3 separate regions of the Gossypium hirsutum genome follow, and regions 1 and 2 are each linked to region 3. Evidence: chromatin contacts called from public Hi-C data. All regions are on one chromosome and are shown on one strand. Each heading gives the region's core, a stretch centred on a gene start, on an enhancer-like site or on the middle of the called end of the contact. The rest is flanking DNA. Distances are from core to core; before and after follow the strand shown.

Region 1 (4,357 bases), core at 258-2,757, 320 kb before region 3:
TTAGTAGTGTGCATCTAACGTTTATGCCTCAAGACCAGGCTAAAAAGGATGACCAGAACCCTATTGTTATTAATGAACATGGTAAGTACTCAAACCATAAACAAATTGGTATAATGATATTTCCTTGAAAGGCTCACTAAATTGCCTGATGGTATTTTACAGCAAAGTTGGCATGATCAATTCTGCCCAAAAATTGTTCGACAAAATGTTAGAACTAAAATGCCGTCCTACTATATTAAATTGTAGAACTAAAATGCTAGAACTAAAATGCCAGAAATTGTTTGGCATTTACCCCTTCTTCTTCAAGTGTTCTTTACTAGTCACATTACAAAAAACAAAAGCATAAAAAATCAGCATTGTAACAACAAACGAGAGGTGAATTCGTTCTAAAAGTCAAAAAGTATAGAGATTTTGAATGGGAGAATAAATAAAAATGTGGGCTTTGAATGGGAGAAAAAAATCTTCCAAAGAGAAGCATCGGTGGTGGAGAAGAGGAGAAAATATACAGAAGAAATAATGATAAAAATCAATCCCATAATAAAGACAAACAAAAATATACAGAAGAAGAGAAGAAAAAGATAAACTCACCGGTGGTGGAGAAGAGGAACAAAGAACCAGAGACTTCTTCAGTGGAGAAGAGGAACAAAGAACCAGCAGAGGAACAAAGAACCAGTGATGAAGAGATGAAAGCAAAGTGCTTTCTAGATGAAAACAAAGAACTAGCGTTGTGTTTGGCTAAAAAAGTAAAATACCAGCCCAAAAGTATTTTTTGGCTGAAAAAGCTAAAAAATTATGCTTTTTCATATGCCCAAAAGCACTTCAAATAAGTTGAAAATTTACTACCACTGAAGTCTATTTTTTATTACTTTTCAGGGAAAAACATTTTTACATACAAAAGCTCATTTGGAAAGCAATAAAGAACACAACCTGTTGGAAAATATGCACAAAGGCAGAATTTTATTAAATAAATTTTTTTCACAAAATGGCTGAAAACGAATTCTTGCACAAATGCTTGCAACTTCAACTTAAATTGCTTTGCTTTGCTCATTATGATTAGACCACATGAAAATGACAAGTCTTGGTGCTTAGCTTTGCCCATGGAGTTGGTATCATGGGGGCAAGGCTCCTGGCTTCCATGTATGTAGTTTTGCCTATGGAGCAATGCAGGGAGAAGTGCTCCTGTAGGGAATGCTATTAATTGGTAGTATAGTTACAAAAACATTAATAACCAAAAACTACCATCTATTTTTTTTTCTATTTGTTCTTTTAAAGCACCACTGTCTACAATTTACCTGATAATTGGGGTGTTATGCTAGTTTAGTGGAGCCATTTTTTTCTCTCTACTTTCCTGCTTGCTATATGCTTCTTGGATTTTCTCTTCGTTTCTAAACGTTCGATTTCTAACATTTTGGGCCTCAAATGCAGTGTTAGAGTGGGAATTTTTCAAAATTCTCAAGATCATGGCCAATATTAATGGGCTTTCAAATTTCTCCAAATTCTTTGGGTCTTTACCCAACGATAATACGACCGTTAAAACCCACCTAAAACCTCAGGATTTCTTTAGAAGACAAGAAAAATGAAGTCTCTCTACCAGCAGCAACGCCGTTTCCTTCTTCTGAATGTAAATTATCTGCGAAGGCTATTCTTCTCCGATCAATCACGGATTTCCAAAAAAGGTGATCCTTCTATGAAGTGGCCCTCACCTTCTTCATCTCCTCTTTCTAACACCAGACCTCACCCAACTCCCACCTCAGGTTTCTCCCAAAACAAAATTTCCATCATCTCCAATCTCCTCAAAGACCCAGCCATTACCTCCAGTTCATCTTTCGAGTCCGCTTTGGACCAAACAAGGGTAGACCCTGACCCGGATCTGGTCCAAGCAATATTCGAGCGCTTTGATTCTTCTCCAAAATTGTTGCATAATTTATTTCTTTGGGCTGAAAAGAAACCTGGGTTTGAATCCTCTGCGACGTTGTTTAATTCGATGATCAATATTCTTGGTAAAGCTAGGAAGTTTGAGGACGCCTGGACTTTGGTTCTTGATCGGATTGATGTTGGGAAGGAGGACTCCAATTTGGTTTCTGTCAATACCTTTATAATTTTGATCAGACGATACGCTCGCTCTGGTAATTTCCTTCATGCTTTGCGTAAAAAGCTTTGAACTTGCTTTTTCCTAGAAATTTAATCTTGGACTCCTGAATTCCTGATAAAGCAATCCTTCACATTCTATTTCTGTGTCTACATTTTGCATTATTGACCTTCAATATTGTTTTCTTAACGAATTTAAGGTAGGTATATAGATGATGATTTGCAAATCCCTAAATAAGATATTGGATTCGGAATAACAAATTATGGCTCATTACTATCCTATATATCGAGACGATATATGTAAATAAGACATCGTTTTAGGACTAAGAACTTATGGATTACTACTACCTTATATCTCGAGCAGGTGTATGTTCTTACATGTTCAGTTTTTTATCAATTCGATGATGAATCTGCGAATCCGTAAATAAGAAATTGTTCTTGGACCAAGAAATTATGGATTACTACTGTCCCATATTTGGAGCAGGTATATCTACTCACATGTGCAGTATATACCAATTCGATGATGAATTTGCAACTCTGTGAATAAGATATTTGTTTTGGACTTAGAAGTTATGGATTACTACTATATTTGAGCAGGTAAATGTACTTGTCTAATGAAACTCAACATTGAATCATTAAGTTAATATGATCATTTAAAATTAGTACATGATAAGAAAATAAACCTTCTTTAAAGAGTTTAAATTTCCCATTGAATTTTATATTTCTTTTGGTTTAGTGATGCAGTATATAATCATGCAGGTATGACTCAGCCTGCTATCCGGACATTTGAATTTGCAAGCTGTTTAGATAAAATTTGCAGTTCTAATGACAAAAGTAATCTTTTTGAAATAATTTTGGACTCCCTATGTAAGGAAGGGCACGTTGGGGTGGCAAGTGAATATTTCTCTAGAAAAAAGGAGACAGATCTTTGTTGGGTTCCATCAATCAAGGTTTATAACATGCTATTAAATGGATGGTTACGGTTGAGAAAGCTCAAGCATGCAGAGAAACTTTGGTTGGACATGAAAAAGAATGGTGTGTCACCTAGTGTTGTATCATATGGTACCTTAATAGAAGGATACTGTACTATGCGTCGTGTTGAGAGGGCAATGGAATTGGTTGATGAAATGAAGGGAGTAGGAATTCAGCCGAACTTAAAAGTATATAATCCAATTATTGATGCACTTGGGGAAGCAGGTAGGTTAAAGGATGCATTAGTGATGATGGGACGAGTTTTATTCTGTGAACTTAGCCCTGATATTTCGACATATAACTCTTTAGTAAAAGGTTACTGCAAGTCCAAAGATTTAGCAGGAGCTAGTAAAATACTTAAGATGATGATTAGCAGGGGTTGCATCCCAACCACTACAACCTACAATTATTTCTTTCGATATTTCTTGAAATTCAGGAAAATTGAGGAAGCAATGAACCTTTATACAAAGATCATTCAGTCTGGTCATACTCCTGATCGGCTTACTTACCAGGTTTTGTTGAAGCTTCTGTGTGAGGAGGAGAGGTTGGACTTGGCAGTTCAGGTTAGCAAAGAAATGATGGCGAGGGGATACGATAGGGACTTGGCTTCTAGCACTATGTTGGTTCATTTGCTTTGCAAAATGCATAGGTTTGAAGATGCTTTTTGGGAGTTTGAGGACATGATACAAAGGGGTTTGGCTCCACAATACCTCACTTTCCAGAGAATGAATGATGAGTTAAAGAAAAGGGGAATGACAAAGATGGCAAGTAAACTATGTGGTATTATGAGTTCTATCCATTCTTCCAAAAAATTGCCCAATACATATGGTGGAGATGAGGACTCGTCACAAGCAAGGAGGACATCCATAAGGCAGTTGTCTGATATGCTAAAAACATGTAATGATCCGAGAGAACTTGTTAAGCATAGATTTTTATCTGAAAATGCTGTGTCAAGAGCTGGCCAGTTGATTGAGATTATCAAGAAAAGAGCTAAAGAAACAAGTATGAATAGTTAAGGCCTAACTGCAAGGAAGCAACTACAATGGAGCAGGCTTCATGAAGTTTTGGAGCAGTTGTTAGATGGCTTTTGTTATCTCCGGGGAAAACATAATGGAAATTGATTGTGGAGAACTCTGTTTTGTGATTAAGATACCGTGTGAAAGCTCATATATCTTTGAGTATAATATTAGCAGCGGTATGATGAAAATGAAAGGCCATTTTTACACTGCACATATCGGTATGTAGAAGACACGATGATAGAAAAGATTGATGTTCAAGCTGGAGGATCTGAAGTAAA
Region 2 (4,601 bases), core at 1,042-3,541, 260 kb after region 3:
CTGCTATTGTTGGGCTACCTTTTAGTACACCGAGTCGTATTGGCTCATCAAAACCAGTCTTTTACACTTGAGAGATTCCAGAGGGTTTTTTTCTTTCATCACTCTCAAGACTCACTTGATACTTGCATAAACATCTAATTAGAAGACTTTTTATCTTTTCATGTTTTCTCTTTCCAACAAAAAGAAAAAGCCTAGTGCTGCCACCGTCAACCGTTCAAGTTGGGAAGGCCACCAATCAATTTGCCTTCTCTTTCTCTCCCTGAAGCTAGGCATCATTCTCTTTTTAACTCCTGTCGAATGACCATCGCTGCTTATGTCACTTATCTATTTGCTCTAGCATTACATATTTATTGGGCTATTCCCTTTCTAACATTTAACATATACTCCTTTCATCATTTGTTGGTCCTTAATAAAGTTATTTATTATCTGAATCTAAATATGTATCATTAAGATCATCAATATCTTCTTTTCTCATGTACTCTTCAAAGTATAAATCATCTCAATTCCACCTACAAATGAAGTTATGAAATATACAACATGTTAGCACATACGATCCAACTTTTTTTTTATGTTATATTGAGGTAATGAGAAATCTTTTTTAGAACAACAAATGTCCTGTCAACCACATTTTAAAGCTTTGAATGTATCAAATTAAAGAGTTTGCGAGTTACCTCTAGTGCTTGGCTCTAATTTCTCAAATGGTATCGTACCCCATAACATGGTGTAAGATTACTTTTTTTTGAATACCTAGCATCTACCACATATTATTTGGGTTCATTATGCAAATATTTTGTAATTTTAATTATAAAAAACTTATATAAACTTAATTTGGAAAAAAAATTAAGCTATGTTATAATCTTTTTTATACATAAAATAAGTAAAAATAATATATAGTATATAAACTTTATAAAAGTTTTCAGCAATTTTCATAATACTTCTTATAAATAATATAATTTTTTATCATAACTTTAGAAAATTACTTTTGAACACCTTTTTTATACATAAGTATATTAGTTTTTATAATTTATATAGCATGGACAAATAAATAAATTATGCACATATTTTTTAGCTATAACTTTTTATAAATAAGTATATTATAATACTTCTTATAGAACCCAAATTATTTTTTATAATATACTTTTTGGCTATAACTTTAGAATTTCGTTTAGGGTTTATATTATATTATTTTTTGCTATAACTTTATAAAATATACACACATTATTTTTATAATATAATTTTTTAGGATTTATAATATAACTTTAGAAATTTTTGTCATAACCATCACAACCATTCATACTTGTTTATGTTTATAATATAATTTTCATAACTTAAACTTGTATAAAAAAATACTTTTTTAAAGTTAAATCATGTATGAGTGTTTGGAAAGCCATAAGATAATTAGATTTTGGTATAATTATTCGTGTAATTACTCCAATTCTTACCCAGTTGTTCATGAATTAAGTAAAAGTATTAGCTCTAAAATGCTCATTCAAGAAAAGTTCTAAAAAAATTAAATTTAGCTTTAGGTGATTGCGCTGAGTAAGTTTTTTTTTGCTCTTCGAATGAAAATGCTCACTTTTTTTTTTGATTTTGTTTTTAAGTTTTCCACTTTTTATGTGATTAGTATGGTTGAGAATGTTTATTTCCACAAATTAAAGGTTATGGTTATGGCTGTGGTAGTGATTTTAGGGGACGAGATGCAACTTTAGGATAGGACAGTGAAATGTGAGTATGCTGTAGATGTAATTATTTGTGATATAAAAGCATGTTTCCAACCATAAGTTTAGATGGTGGCTGATTAGGGTTTTCATTTCTCACTTATTCATCTTTCTCATATAGCTAAATCAGCTTGACTATTAAAAGGTCATGTAAATCAAAGGCTAATCTTTTGTTTATTATTTTATTATACATTTGTAACCAAGTATTGATGTTAAATTTTGGAATGTTGGCTCTACGTGTAGACATGCATTATGGTTTTACAAATTATGTTGGAATTTATAGAGAATAATCATTCAATTAAGCTTTATTCCAGTTTAACAAACCAAACATATCGGGAATGGGTTGAGATAAAAGGGATAAGCTTTATTCCGACAGATTTTTTCCTGTTGTCAGTTAATGAAAATGATCATGTTCGCTTGGTAAGAGAGAAAATCGGATCTAAAATGGAGAAACGAACAAAATCATCGAATATTAACCATATGGTATTATAGTAGTAATCAAAATCGGCCGCCAATTTTCTCGGTCAAAATTATCCCAACTTTCTATAAATTCTATTATCATCACCAAAAACAAAATAGCACCGATTCACCCAAAGCATACGATAAGCGAAACCGTAATATGTTCTCTTTGCCATCTCTCAGGAAATCCTCACCATTAATCAAACAAGTGGTTGCTAATCAACGGTCGAATAGTGTTCGTCCGGTGTTTAACCAATCAAAGGACTCTTCTTCTTCATTTTTGAGCTTGTTGAAGAAACCTTCCTCTGCTGGTGGGTCCACTGCCGCCGGTGACAAAAACAGTGGGGGAGACCAACTGTTGAGATCAGTCTCTACTGGGGTTTTGATTGCTGGCTCTACTTTAGGCTTTTGCTACTTTTCTCGGTCTTCTTTTGATAGCAATTATTGGGTTTCTTTTGCGGATGCCCCTAATGGGGCAACATGGGCCCCTGATAGCGTTGCTGATCAGTTCGAACATGGGATTCCCGACAAGAAATCCAAGTATCTCTTTGGAGGTAGTCTTGTTGAACTGATGAAGCATCGATTTTAAATCCTTTGCTGGAAATTACGTGTTTAATCTTTTCTCTTTTTAAATTAATGTTTCAGAATCATACAGGAGAAGAGTCTTCTTCAATTATGAGAAACGCATAAGGTTGCAAAGTCCCCCTGAAAAGGTTTAAAAAAAAAAAACATTTACAATGTTGATTACATAATATTTTCTATTAGGCAAGTGCTTAGAGATAATCTGAGAACCAAAATAAAATGCCATTTAACTAAGAATTGTGTCTATGAATCAGGTGTTCGATTACTTTGCATCGTATAGCACTCCGGAAGGAGATGTTCTTATGACACCGGGGGATTTGATGCGGGCACTGGTCCCTGTATTTCCTCCCTCGGGATCAAATCGTGTTCGAGAGGGTTCTCTGAGAGGGGAATGGGTAAAGCCTGGGGAGTTACATTGTCCCCCTTCCAAATTTTTCATGCTTTTTGATACCAACAATGATGGACTCATCTCTTTTCCAGAGTAAGTTTCCAACTGTTTATTCATATCTAATAGTAATACACTATAATTAACTCGTCCGTAATCATTTCTCCTGTGTCACACTTGCAGGTACATCTTCTTTGTTACACTTCTTAGCATCCCTGAATCAAGCTTCTCAGTTGCTTTTAAAATGTTCGACCTTGACCATAACGGGTGTGTGTTACTTCTAACAAGGTTCGATGCTCACTTGTTTGACAAAATACTAACAATAATAATATTTTGATTACAAACAGAGAAATAGATAGGGAAGAATTCAAGAAAGTGATGACATTGATGCGATCACAAAATAAGCAAGCGGCTCGCCACAGGGATGGACTGAGACTTGGCCTTAAAGTTGCAGAGCCTGTAGAAAATGGGGGCTTGGTAGAGTATTTCTTCGGACAAGATGGCAAGACTTGTCTAAAGCACGACACATTTGTCCAGTTTTTAAGAGATTTACATGAGGAAGTATGTGTCACTCAAAACAATCAGTTTGACTTATTACTTGGAAAGCAAGCAACTGATTTCTACCTTTGAATGTTGTAGATTTTGAAGTTGGAGTTTTCCCATTACGACTACAAGGTACATGGAACAATATCAGCTAAAGATTTCGCATTGTCGTTGGTGGCCTCTGCTGATATTAGCGACATAAGTAAGCTGCTGGATCGTGTTGATGAAATCGACAAGGAGTCACATCTTAAAGATGTGCGGATTACTTTTGAAGAATTCAAAAGTTTTGCTGAGCTACGAAAAAAGCTTCAACCGTTTTCGCTAGCGATTTTCAGTTATGGAAAAGTAAATGGGGTGTTAACCAAGAAGGATTTCCAAAGAGCTGCATCCAAAGTATGTATTGCAAACTATCTTAGTTCAAGTAAATGGGGTGCTTAGATGTTTTGACATTTTAATTACCTATTATTCTTTTGTGAATACTAATGGTGCATGTTGTTGGGAAACTGTTGAAGGTATGTGAAGTATCCTTAACTGATAACGTGGTAGACATAATATTCCATGTGTTCGATACAAATCGAGATGGGAGTTTAAGCTCAGATGAGTTTGTGAAAGTAGTACAGAGACGTGAACGGGACGACTCTCAGCCTAAAGCAGAGTCGAAGGGATTGATATCTTGCCTGCTAAGTTGTGCAGCAAAATGATCCAATTCAAAGCTGTTTCCTTTGATTTGTGAGATGATCATCATCTTACAATGTATTGGAAGATATATATACTTTACTGAGTCAAACAAGGCAGATCAGTTGCTTCTTGAAAATCAAAACCTATTGTTGTTATGGATACCAGCCAAGGTGAATGAATGGTCATCCGTAGCCTCTCATATATATATATATATATTATGGATAATAATAAAAAAT
Region 3 (4,246 bases), core at 202-2,701:
ATAAAATAAAGTTATAACTTGAATAGAAGTTTAAGTATATATAAACAAGTTGATTTTGTCTTATAATTATTACTTATTTAGTTTTAGAGTTATATATATATATTGAATTTGAATTTGAATTTGAATCAATAAATAACATTCATTACTAGCATCAGCATCTCAAAATTAAATATTCAAACAACAATGATACCGAAGATAAATATGTAAGATTATTTTAATTAACTCTTTTTTATAAATTGTTTATTATGTGCGAAACAAGTACTTTTTTATATTTTCTTTTTATTATACATGAAATTGTAAACATATGTGATAGATTTTTTTTAAAAAATGTAAAAAGGATTTACCATATAAGATCTCAATAAATTTTTTAATCACTATCATTAAATGTGTTTATTAGTTTAATGTAAATAGATTTCATATCCAATCAATTTAATGTAAACATCTTTCGTACTTATGATGAACAATTATTATAATAAATGTATGTTATTTTATTTTATTTTAATATTACAATTTACTTTCTACTATATTATTTTCAATTTTTTATTTATAAAAATATTAATTTATATATTATGTATTATTTATTTTTAATTTATAAAAAAATCATATAGGATTGAAAAAGAGTAGAATAGAAATGGCAAAGGTTTTGGTATGTCTGTGGCCTTTTCTTGTTTGTTGGTTTTGGCTTTTGTACAAAAATAAGAATCTCTTAATAATATTTTAATGGGTATGAAGTGGACTCTCTTAAGCATAATATATAATGGAGTACACCCTGTGGTGGTTTAACAAATTTAATCAGCACATGCTTTCCTTTTTTTGGTCTTTACAAATATATATATTTCTTTTGCTACAAATATTTTTTAAAGAGGTAAACAGTTGATTAAGTAAATATTTGTTGGTGATGTGTAATGTTATAATGGGTAGGGCAGTTAGGTTGGGTAAATTTTAATGTATTCAAATAAATTTGAAAAATGTCACAAGATTATTGCAAAGGTCAAAAACTTAAAATGCATTTGATCAACTTTGAAAGCATTTATTAAGGTTGATTGTGCAGAGTCTATTTTTCAAAAAGAGAAACATTCTCTGTTCATTTTGTTAAAAGGGCAAAGGAGTCATATTAAAGAAATTTACCAACATAGGAATTAGAAGGTATGGCAGCGAGCCCATAAATTATTATTATTATTCATCAAAATCAAACTAAATCATCCAACAAATATTTTGGAGTAAAATAGGATAACTTGCTCAAGAATAAAAATAATGCCCAAAAGCAAAGCAAAACAACTGACTCAGCAAAAAGCATCCTTTAATCAACTTATAATAAAAGGAAATTTAATATGAAAAAGCAACTTCAGGCTTCACAGCTTCACCTTCAAGTTCAATTAGAAGGGTATTTCGGTAAAAATAAAAAAAGATACAGACAATATATAAAGGGACCTACCAAGTTGTATAAAACATAAATAAATCATATTTTTTCCCTAACCGTAAGGTTAGCTTCATGTACTACATTGCATCAACCTCTTACTATTGCAATTAACTCTCTTTTATCTTCCCCTCTCTCTCTCTCTCACACACACATTCAAAAACATTCTTAAGAATATTGAACCCCCAAAGAAACACAGAGAAGGGAAAATAAAAATAAAAATAAAAATACATAATGTTTTGTTTCAGATCAAACCCTTATGCATTGTTTTTTCTTTTCTTTTTTTCTTTGTTTCTTTTTGGACATGAAACAGGTTCTCAAGCTTTAAATGTCCAGACTTTGAATATTTCAGGTACTGATTATTATTATTTCAATGAAAGTTTTGGTTTTTATTTCTGGGTTTTTTTTTAAATCAATTTTTTATAGGGTATTGTAGAAGTTTTGTGTTTGGGGAGAGAGAGCAGAGTGAAGTGTTAGCATGGAGGAAGACAGAAAGGAGGAACCTTGCAGAGGGAAGTGAAGGAGACAACAACTCGTCTTTGATTTTGGCTGAAAAAAGGACTTACAGGAGAGACCCTCTTAATGACTTTCACAAGTACACTGGTGGCTGGAATATCAGCAATGAACACTACTGGGCTGTCAGTTTCTTCCCTTGTTCACTTTTTTTGATAAATTGATGCATGCAGCCTGGAATCATGAATTTTATATGTTGTTGGCTGGTTTGCTTGTGTTTGGTGTATGCAGGCCTTTAATTTCCACAGTTTTATCTGATATTCGTATGATTTTTCCTAGAAATTTCCTACCTTTATGTGTTTGTAATTGGTTTTGATGCTTATTAAGAACACTTTATTCTCTGTAATCCTGTTTTTCCCTTAGGTTCTTCCCTGATCATTGATTCGGTTCTGTTTTCTTTTTTCTGTTATGTCAATCTCAATGAATCAAATTATCTTGCCAGTCGCTGGTACTTAGAAAACTTATAAAGTTTTCATGTCTGATAATGCAGTCTGTGGGTTTTACGGCGGCTCCTTTCTTTGTCATTGCTGCAGTCTGGTTTGTGATATTCGCACTATGCTTGTTCATCATATGCATCCGTCATTGCTGCTGTCAACTAAATTCTTATGGCTACTCTCGGACAGCTTATGCGCTATCCCTTATTTTCCTCATACTCTTCACGATTGCTGCAATGTACCAACACTCTTTTCGTGCTGAACTTTTGAGATATGTATGTTTTGAGTAACCGTAAAATTGCTCACTCCATATATAACTTCATATTACAGTGCCGGGTGTGTCGTGCTGTACACTGGTCAGGGAAAATTTCATGGCAGTACAACAGACACACTGGATTATGCGGTTAGTAAGGCAGATCTCACTGCTGAAAACCTCAGGAATGTGTCAGATTATCTTTCTGCAGCTAAGAAAATTAGCGTGGATTCAGCTATTTTGCCATTAGATGTCCAAAAAAGCATTGATGATATCGATAGGAAGATAAACTCTTCGGCTTCAACTCTTTCTCATCAAACGGCTGATAATAAAGAAAAAATTCAACATGGCTTAGACAGAATGTAAGTTGAAGCTTTTAGGATGAAATTAGAATAATCTCAGAGCTGATCATGGAACTCATCTCATGCTAAATTCTGCAGGAGATTGGCTCTCATCATTCTTGCTGCTGTGATGCTCTTTTTGGCATTTCTCGGATTCTGTAAGTTATATTATTGTTGTGATCATTGCTCCATGATTCTTAGTAATTAGATTATCTCAATATCATCTAACTTTATACTTTTATTTTGGTAACTGGCTGCAGTATTCTCCATTCTTGGATTGCAGTGCCTGGTTTACACGTAAGTGAAGTATCATTAATGTATTTGACGCTGTAATTAATGGTATAACTCGGGAAGGTCCATATGTTACTAAACCGAACTTCCTTTATCAATCACTTGTATGATTAATGAATGCAGGCTAGTCATCCTTGGCTGGATTCTTGTTACTGGTACATTTATTTTATGCGGAGTATTTCACCTCCTCCACAAGTATGTTCTGCTCAATTTCTCTTATTCCATGCTTGTTTATTGTTCAAATCTGTTTTTCAACTTTCGGCCATATAATGGTTTACAAATATGTTATTGATGATAAGCTTAAGATGATGTGAGCTTGAGACTGTTATTACACTTGGCTTAAAATTGTATCCTGTGATTCAGTGTTGCTGGAGATGCATGTGTTGCCATGGATCAATGGGTCCAGAATCCCACTGCCCATACCGCATTGGATGACATTCTTCCCTGTGTGGACAATGCAACAGCCCAAGAGACCTTGTCACGATCCAAGAATGTCACTCATCAACTTGTAAATGTCGTGAATGGTGTCATCAATAATGTTTTCAACCGAAATTTCCCACCAGCATTGGCACCATTATATTTTAATCAATCTGGTCCATTGGTGCCAGTTCTCTGCAATCCATTTCATTCGAATCTTACAAACAGAGACTGTGCATTTGGTGAAGTTACTTTGCATAATGCCACAGAGGTAATAAGGATAGCTTTTCTAAATATATGAAGTTTTAATTTCTTGGCCATACATACGTAACATGCACCATATGCACAGAACACACAATTAATTAATAACTTGATATCTGTTTCAAACAGGTTTGGAAGAAGTATATATGTGAGGTTTCGGGCTCTGGAGTATGTTCTACACCTGGGCGGTTAACCCTTCAATTTTACACTCAGATGTCGGCAGCAGTGAATGTGAGTTATGGTTTGTATCGCTATGGTCCGTTCTTGGTTAACTTGCAAGACTGCACATTTGTACGGGATGCGTTCACGGATATCAGTC

What was found. Hi-C and Micro-C count contacts between places; a contact is called where the count stands out from the background.
Region 1: a Hi-C map of leaf shows a contact between it and region 3, with 2.6 times the contacts expected there. The contact joins the promoter of LOC107918048 here to the promoter of LOC107897926 in region 3. A contact is called at or near these places in 3 of 34 Hi-C or Micro-C datasets (hypocotyl and leaf).
Region 2: a Hi-C map of leaf shows a contact between it and region 3, with 2.0 times the contacts expected there. The contact joins the promoter of LOC107897923 here to the promoter of LOC107897926 in region 3. A contact is called at or near these places in 9 of 34 Hi-C or Micro-C datasets (callus, hypocotyl, leaf and 2 more).

What each region holds. Positions count from the first base shown.
Region 1 is chrD08:25,319,135-25,323,491 of Gossypium_hirsutum_v2.1, reverse strand. It overlaps LOC107918048 (pentatricopeptide repeat-containing protein At5g11310, mitochondrial), which reads left to right and starts at 1,507. Exons shown (of 2, transcript XM_016847549.2): 1 at 1,507-2,126; 2 at 2,848-4,357. The coding sequence starts at 1,577. The coding sequence ends at 4,076. LOC107918042 (a long non-coding RNA gene) reads right to left here and starts at 1,190. Exons shown (of 2, transcript XR_001689884.2): 1 at 589-1,190.
Region 2 is chrD08:24,736,354-24,740,954 of Gossypium_hirsutum_v2.1, reverse strand. It overlaps LOC107897923 (calcium uptake protein, mitochondrial), which reads left to right and starts at 2,291. Exons shown (of 7, transcript XM_016823530.2): 1 at 2,291-2,731; 2 at 2,823-2,890; 3 at 3,014-3,240; 4 at 3,328-3,411; 5 at 3,492-3,705; 6 at 3,784-4,080; 7 at 4,200-4,601. The coding sequence starts at 2,338. The coding sequence ends at 4,388.
Region 3 is chrD08:24,997,273-25,001,518 of Gossypium_hirsutum_v2.1, reverse strand. LOC107897926 reads left to right here and starts at 1,451. Exons shown (of 9, transcript XM_016823533.2): 1 at 1,451-1,769; 2 at 1,844-2,055; 3 at 2,421-2,602; 4 at 2,695-2,979; 5 at 3,058-3,116; 6 at 3,219-3,255; 7 at 3,373-3,444; 8 at 3,613-3,937; 9 at 4,057-4,246. The coding sequence starts at 1,652.